Regions from separate parts of the Bombyx mori genome. Here region 1 is linked to region 2. Evidence: chromatin contacts called from public Hi-C data. All regions are on one chromosome and are shown on one strand. The core of a region is the stretch at or near the end of the contact, and the rest is flanking DNA. Distances in the headings are between cores, read along the strand shown.

Region 1 (4,492 bases), core at 531-3,030, 91 kb before region 2:
TAAATATCTTCAACTTTTTATTTATTTATTGCTTAGATGGATGGACGAGCTCACAGCCCACCTGGTGTTAAGTGGTCACTGGAGCCCATAGACATCTACAACGTAAATGCGCCACCCACCTTGAGATATAAGTTTTAAGGTCTCAGTATTGTTATAACGGCTACCCCGCCCTTCAAACCGAAACGCATTGTTGCTTCACGGCAGAAATGGGCGGGGTGGTGGTACCGACCCGTGCGAACTCACAAGAGGTCCTACCACCAGTAATAAACCTCCAGTAATAACCAGTAATCATTTTTATACTAATAAGTTTTATTACGCATTTAAGATGGATTGATATTAGATTAAATAGTAACTTTGTCCCGGGGATGAGTCGCTTGACAAATTGTCCGTTGACGTAACATTATTTGTGTCCAAGCTGGCTTCTTGATTGATGATCACTTAAACCTAATTATGTAAGGGATCTAAGCAGTCGCCGAGCTGACTGTTACATTATAATACATTGCCTTGTGTGTTCGGTTAAAAGATTATGAGATAGACTCTCTTAGAGTGAGTGATTTGGGGTTCGTAGTTAGGTGATTGGTGTATCTCAATGTGAGAAGCTTAAAGTCGGGTCTGGTTTTTGCTGAAACCTACTATGGATCCAGAGCTTCGACCTCTATACAGGATTTTACTGGTAGTAGGGCGTCTTGTGAGCTTAATACCAAGTGGGTCGTCCACCTACCTATTTATGCAACAGATATTTTTACTATGATCCAACCTAAAAATACTAAAAAAGAATTTTATCAATATTTACTATACAAATTCTATTCTTATTGTCTCCAACAAGTTTATCGCAAGGAGACACTTTGTTTATGTATCCTAAATTTAACATACTGAAATTTTTAGAAGAAGGCTCCGTAAAATGCATATTCAGTTCAGCCAAAAAAAGAAAAAAAAAGCAACATTGGTAAAATAAAAGTTGAAAATTTGAATCCGACAATAAAGAAGGTTGATCCCTTTGCCCAATCTATTTTTTGGTAGAGCACACCGAACTTCTAAATTTGATAAAAATTGGCAACCCTATATAGGACTAGGACATCGACTTTAACCTAAACTAGGTCGAGGGTCCAAATCTGGATACGTACCAACATGTTTGAAGATACTTTGTAACGCTGTATCACCACTTAAACTCATAAATAGATTCTGAATTTACAATTTAATTTAACTAAAAGATAAAAAACAAATAAATATGAGAATTAACAAATTCAGGATTGCCATGTCAACTATTAATAATGCATTTATGAACCTCAATTATAGATAATATATAACATGTATATGTGCTTAATTAAAAAAAAGTATAAAAAGAGTATGATGTTCTTATTTAAATTCAAATATCTAAGAATACAAAATGTCGCCTTGCTGTTAGCGAGTGTGCATGTGAAATGCCACTAATACTATTATTCACTTTAAGTGCATCGGAACATGCACACGTTCAGAATGTTAATAGTGTTCGAAATTTAAATAGAAACTATAGTTTCTTAACGAACAAAATAACAAATGCAACTCTTTGACAGCTCTATTGTTTTCGAAATTCAAAACTCTCCCGCCTAAAGCCTGGAGCCGCCATTACTGAAACCGCAGATAGAATCGACACAATACGTAGGTACTTCTAAGCATCGTTGTGATATCGTATTACACGGTGAACAATAAAGATTCGTCGGCGAACAGCACCGAGGCCTGCCAATACGTGAATACTCCCTCTAGCCATTACTCAATAACGAGACGTGGACTGAAGCATGTCATTGTTTTAAAATAAACCATCCGACGAATGACGAGCCGGATCAGGACGTGTCATTAGCGGGTATAGTGTTGATAAGCGTTTTTTTTTTTTTTAAACAGAATTACTCCGACTCATTTTGTTTTGGCAAGTTTGTAACTAATCATGAAATTGATTCATTCGATAAACCGGAAAAGGAAATTTAATTATAGACAACGAAAATAGTATCCTATGCAATTATTTATTTAATATCTATGGATCGTATCGCATTAATTACACAAAAAGAAAAATTATTAACGTAGCTATAATTTTACCTATACGCTTTCGATAATTTAATGGCTTCGATCGAAACAAAACATATAGTCGGCGTACTGGCCGCGTATTAATTTTACTTTTGCTGTACCCACAACGTATAAAGTTTGTACTTCGCTGTGTTTGCAAATAATTTAAATATTTGTGATTGTTTACGGGAGAGCGCCCCGTATTGTTTCAATTATTTAACCGTATACAAAATCGATACGCCATTAAAGCGTACGTATGTGTACATACATTCAATTATTTGGAAAGTTTACATATTAATTTTGTTATCCCCGGTAATTCAATATTATTTGTACAAGGCTTGTTTACGATACGCGAGATTGGTTCGCGTTTAACGCGGCCGCGTAATTGTTGGGAAAATTCGATTATTGTTTGATATCGAAATCAATTGTTTGTTTTCTTTTGTTTGTTAATCGGTTTTAGTGAGCTTCGTCGAATTTAATAGTTTGTATGAATCAAAAACGATCGATGAGAAATTTATTCGGTGAAATGAAATTTGAACGAGAATGCCACGTTATTATTATTCTAAATATTAATACGTGAAGCAAAAACTTTGTATCCCTTTTTACGAAAATTGCGCGGACGGAGGAGTATGAAATTTTCCACACTTATACAGAATATAGAGAAGAAGTGCACAATGCATTTTTTTTTTAAATAATGCGTAAAAGATACATTAAATCAATAAAGAAAACATTACACACACTACATACCACGTATTTGACGCACACACGCATGCATACTATTTATTGTCAAACTATTGTTCTTGACGTCTGTGGTCAAATTGAGAATAGATTAAATATTGTTTGTCTTTGTTAATATTTTTTATAATGTATTCTTGGCGAAATTTGTGATTATAGAAGTATAAAATACAATCATAATAGTGTACAAACTTACAATTTAAATTAATTATAGTCGAATTTCGGCTACTGCGGGTCCTCTAGTTATTCTAAATAAGTGCGTATGTACTTTAAGCATACTAATAGATTTCATTTCGTTCCAGATGCACCATCCCATCCAAATGAAGCCGGCTGACAGTGAAAATAGAAACGGTAAGTTGTAGTGTGTACTTAACCTTGTTCGTTCTTTGTTTTTAGGGAATCAAAATAATGATAATAATAATTGTAAACTTTTCAGACAGACGTGTTTTATATCTCTTATTATAACATCTGTAATTCTAGGAAGTACTGTATCATTTTACCTCTCGCTTACTCATTCCCTCTTTCTCTCTTTCTTATGATGTTTAGAAATTGAAACTTTTTTTGTTTTCTTAGTCACGACTGAAATACGAAAGGAAAGGAAGAAGGTAGTTATTTAAAGGGGTTTGATTTTACTCCGAGTATTATCGTAGGCGGTACTTTTGACCAGGCGAAGCAAGGGTCCGTTGATCTTTGTCGGCAAGAAAAAAAAACCCAACTTAGTCTGAAGCCCGGAGAATACTAAATAATGATCTTTGCTTTATCGCAAAATTTTTGGAAACCTCGGGAAGGAAATTGCACTGATTATTTTCTTCATTGTTGATTTTGTTACGTATCACTGTATCTAGTACCTACAGACCTTTATGTACATACATAATACATCATACAGCAAGGTCATTGCGAGTAGGTAAATTGTGCCCAATATTTACATGCCAACATTGATAAGCCGTCTTACTGACTAACTTTTAGGACTAACGTTTAGGAATAAGATCGGCTATGTTCGCGACACACGAGCACACCTTGATATTAGAAACGGAGCTTGAAGTGGTCGCCGTGGCCGAAATCGACTAAGTAGAATAGTAGTACTAGCTAACAAAATTACGAAAATTCGATTTTCCTACATAGAGTTGTCCTATCCTATTGAAATATCTAAGACAATGAGAGAAGTAAGTAATTAGTAAAATGTCATATTGCGTAAATATCGAAATGTTCCAAAGTCAACGACCTTTGCTATGGGGGAGTATAAACACACACATAAATCCCAAATTTCCCAACATCAGAACTCCAATCGAAAATCGAACTCAGACCTGCTTAATAATCGAGATGACGTCCGAGAGAATAAAATACAAATATTTTAATAAAAATCGAAATAGATCGATTTTAATTCGAAACATTCGGATTGTCGCGTTACTGTCATAAGCCGTAACTCTAATTGGATTAAAAACAAACAAGTTTGAAGAGGATAAAGGATAAGGGAATGAAGAAAACAGTGAATATTCATCGTTACAACATTTATTATTAAGCTTGTGAGGATCACAGAGGAGCTTTTGATGCGCGGGCGACGCATTTTTCATAAAAAATGTTGTATTGTCTGTGTTTTTACGTAGACATGCTTTTTACAAAGTTAATTTCTTTCTAACTTTTCTCGGTATTGAAAGTGCATTCTGAATCGATGTTATAGTCGAGATTATTTCTAAAGACAAACTCTTAAAGAGTAACCTTC
Region 2 (4,573 bases), core at 964-3,463:
GAACCCAGGTTTTATGTAGGATCCGAGCATATCTATCGAGTTTCCATCCCGGAACATTCTCCCGCGCGCCACTGAACAGTGACAAAGTAATCACTGCCGTCAAACCGTATTTCCTCTGCGAAAGTTTCGAACATTTCGATTCGCTAAGATTATATCTGTCTTAAATTAAATCAAATTATATTTGTTATGTAAATCATCTTAATTGTTTTTTTTTAATGGTCGATCAGTCGGATTTAAGCTCAGTGCACACTGTTGTTTTTTGGTAGTACTACAGAAATCACTCGTCTACTACAGTACTACATAAATAGCTGAGAATTTTCCTCATCCGAATTTGTTATAGTTTTTTTTTTATACCAAATAAAAATAGCTCGTGCGGAGTAAACAAAACATTCTCGAATAAAAAAATCAGTTTGGATTAACAGCATGTATATTTTTTTTCTAATCGTACGTTGAATATTATGTTGCAATTGAATAATCAGCTTTTCTTTATTGAAAGCTTAATTAATAATAAGATTTTCAATTTGTTGTATGCAACAGACACGTCAGAAGATCACTAGAATATGACATTCAAATATTCGCTTCGGATTATCATTTTGAAAATGGAATTCAAACTATTTTTACGGTTTCATCTCGTTCGTTCGAAGCTCCGGAAATAATACATACAATAAGATAATTAACAAAATGCCAAATTAAACCGTATAAATAATTTTAATTATGTCTACAAATTCGTCAAAATCGAAGAAAACACTGCTTTAAAGATAGGTCAGATTACAGTATGCAAAAAGTACAAGGTTACGATAAAATTGCACATCACTGTATATTATGATTTATTTCAAATATCCACTAAGGTACAAGGTGCATTTGAGTTTTTGTTGGGCAAACAAATTATGTTTTTAATACACTGAATAATAAGACAGTGAACTCAATAGTGTGTGTTTGTGTGTGTGTGTGTGTGCGTGTGTGTGAGTGTTTTTTTTTTTGCTTAGACGGGTGGACGAGCTCACAGCCCACCTGGTGCTAAGTGATTACTGAAGCCCATAGACATCCACAACGTAAATGCGCCACCCACCTTGAGATATAAGTTCTAAGGTATCAGTATAGTTACAACGGCCGCCCCACCCTTCAAACCGAAACGCATTACTGCTTCACGGCAGAAATAGGCAGGGCGGTGGTACCCACCCGCGCGGACTCACAAGAGGTCCTACCACCAGTAATTACGCAAATTATAATTTTGCGGGTTTGATTTTTATTACACGATGTTATTCCTTCACCGTGGAAGTCAATCGTGAACATTTGTTGAGTACGTATTTCATTAGAAACATTGGTACCCGCCTGAGATTCGAACACTGGTGCATCGCTTCAACACGAATGCATCGGACGTCTTATCCGTTAGGCCAAGTGTGTGTGTGTGTATGTGTGGAAACTTCATTTGTGACACCTACAACGTGAAACTCGTCGGCTGCGAAACAGAATAGGGGCAATGCAATTTAAAATTAATCGCACCGCATTCCGAGTTCCTGTCATCGTGTACAACCGCCTTGTTTTCAAACGAGACTCCAGACAGATTAGGGTTGCCTGTTAAAAAAGGACAAACATGACCCTTAGGTCTATCTATATCTTATAACATATATCTATATCTTAATAACAGGTCGATTTTATTACTTATCTACAGAAGTGTCCATTACTAATTCAGTTTCTACTAAGAGAGATTCCTCTGCATTACATATTTCCTTCAATTATTAGCTGTCGATTGTTCAAAGAGGAAAATACAAGAATTAATTGCGTAGCAGAAGACTAAAGATATTTAATTTATTTATTTAAGACAACCGGTCACCGTCCTCGTCGAACCCGTCGCTTGCGACGAAGAGCTCGACGAGCGAACTAACCCATAGACACAGCCCACTGAGTTTCTCGCCGGATCTTCTCAGTGGGTCGCGTTTCCGATCCGGTAGTAGATTCTGCGAAGCACTGCTCTTGCTAAGGTCAGTGTTAGCAACTCTCCGGTTTGAGCCCCGTGAGCTCACCTATAAACGTTAGGGTGAAGCTGAAATAGCCTCTCAAGGCTATCAGCATAGGTAGGAAAAAAAAAATCAAGACAATTCTAAAATGTCACCGCAAACAATCTCGCATGCAGCCCTATTTGTGCTCGCACTCGTACGCGGCGAGATCCGCTGAAAAGCTAGCGTACATAATATAGTCTTGTCAAATAAGTGCGCGAGATAAATAGGAGGCACGGGAGCTTTCTACGTAGAGACAATGACGTCGTATTGTGCAATGTTTGCTCGGTAATTCCTGAAGCTTTGCTGCGGCTAAAGTTCCGAACTAAAGAATCCAGGAATTTCGTTGGTGGTTTAAGCGTCCTTTAGTTCGAAAATGTTTACGTGTTTTTATGGTGGAAGCGATTAATTGACGCTGTCGTAAATGTTTTCGTATCTTCTAGAATCTTCTTGTTCTCATATTTATCTACTGTACCAGAAAATCGATGGAATTTGTATTTGAATATAATTAAAAATGGGTATTGACGGTGATCGAATACTGTCGCGGTACAAATGTCAACTTAAAAAATTCCATTGACTATGACGTTTTATGTCCTAAGATTATTAATTTTGATTAATGCAATATTCAATGTTGGATACAGGTAATACGATAAATATAAGCTAACTGCGCTAGTTTTACTGGCTTCTTCTCTAAACTGTGGCTCGATATGATGAACAAGAGAAATTCGCACGGTCGGAGCGCTTGCAACCACAAAATCTAAATCAACAAAAGTTCCTTATTGTTATGATATAGAACATGATATCGATTTTGCATTGAGAGCGATTTTAACGAATAATTAGATGAACGAATTAATCGCCCTAGCACTAGGTCCGTCGCCCTAAACACGTCATTACGTAGCCATTAACGATGCTTTTAGGTACCACAACAACCGGTCACCGTCCTCGTCGAACCCATCGCTTGCGACGTAGGGCTCGACGAGCGAATTACCCATAGACACAGCCCACTGAGTTTCTCGCTGGATCTTCTCAGTGGGTCGCGTTTCCGATCCGGTGGTAGATTCTGCGAAGCATTCTCTTGCTAGGGCCAGTGTTAGGAACACTCCCGGTTTGAGCCCCTTGAGCTCACCTACACGTCACGGAGAAGCTGAAATAGCCTCTCAAGGTTATCAGCATAGGTAGGAAAAAAAAGCACTAGGTGTCGATTACGATGGCCAATAAACAGGACATAGTGAATGTCGCCACCCAACTTGAGACTCTAAGGCTTGATTGCATTTTATAACGGCGGTTGTACTCTATAAGCCTCACTGCTTCTAGACAGAAATAGAGGAGTTGGTGGTACCTCAACGTGTGGGATAATACCCCACATGCTCAGTTCAAATCTCAATAGATTTTATCTTTGCAATTTTAATCCGCATTAGAATGATTTGCACCTTGCAGTGCATATATTGGAAATACATAAAACGTAACTGTAAAATATTTAGTGAAAATTTACATGCGCGTCCCACATTTGATGCCGCACCATATTTAACACGAGACCGCTAATTGCACATTTGTGTCAGTGTGTCGGGCTGTGTGTGTGTATGCAAGCAAAGTTGTTGGCACCTCGTTCACGCCTCGACGCCCAAGTTTGAGGGCTTCGACTTTGATGGCCTTTAAATTAACGTGAAAATGGAACGAGTAGAGCGGGTCTTTGACTTTTCTAGTGAACTACTAAGTCTCTTCGATATTAAAATGTCTATTGAAGTTGTTTGGAACGCATTTTGGGAAATGAAAGCGAAAGTAAAAAGGGACGTATATTAAAATATAATAATTTAACCTTTGACCTGCAAAATAATTACGTGTGGCAATATTTCTGAACGTGTCACTTGTACGATGTGTGAATATGTTATTATGGACGAATATCTTAGAAACTGCTGGTTGATTCGAATTCTATAATTTTCTAGATGCCTAACAAAGTTTTGTTTTTAGTAAAGTACTAAAATCTAAGAAATTCACAATATTTTATACCTACTGCTTATTTATACTGCTCTTTTCTGATTCGTCGCATGTGCTTGACAAAATTGATCAACCTCACAAATGAACAACCTCCTCCTTCCTTCTGACTTGAAGTCCTTTTAAAAAGTTAGTCTATTAATTTTACATTAATTGGATATAGTCATTTTATTAGCATACAATTAAAATAAAAGAATAATTTGTAGTAAATTCTACTTATGATTATATTATATTAGATGATAATTATATTAAACAATGAAGAAACATTATTTTTTACAAATAAATTCCGTCACTTAACAATACTAGGGTAGAATTAACCAACTAATTTCTAGCAACACAGCGCGTAATGTGTGAAATTTCCATAGATAAGGCGGAGAAACATAACTTTTGGTTAATGCAGCTCCGGTAACAAGCATACGCACTTTGACGGCTAAAGGACGCGAGTTACGACTTCAGCCAAAGGGTTGTCAGTTTCTAATGATAATTCTATGTTAGGATATTTCTGATTTACTTTGATATCGATTGAATAAGTGCGATTATCGAAATGAAAGATTACAATGCATTATTAACCAGTTAAATATTAA

The links. A called contact is a pair of places that touch in the nucleus more often than the background predicts.
Region 1: a contact with region 2 is called in a Hi-C map of midgut, with 2.2 times the contacts expected there. The contact joins two enhancer-like sites. A contact is called at or near these places in 2 of 7 Hi-C or Micro-C datasets (midgut and whole pupa).

Annotation. Positions count from the first base shown.
Region 1 is chr12:3,357,314-3,361,805 of ASM3026992v2, reverse strand. It overlaps LOC101741218 (CUGBP Elav-like family member 1), which reads left to right. Exons shown (of 12, transcript XM_062671375.1): 6 at 3,075-3,123. Among protein-coding and RNA genes, the nearest start is that of LOC101736625, 120 kb to the right of the region's middle. Within about 2 kb of position 1,780, at least 4 of the 8 cell types and tissues checked have open chromatin away from gene starts, as enhancers often do.
Region 2 is chr12:3,266,786-3,271,358 of ASM3026992v2, reverse strand. The region is part of intron 6 of LOC101741218 (CUGBP Elav-like family member 1); the gene reads left to right. Among protein-coding and RNA genes, the nearest start is that of LOC101736625, 26 kb to the right of the region's middle. Within about 2 kb of position 2,213, at least 7 of the 8 cell types and tissues checked have open chromatin away from gene starts, as enhancers often do.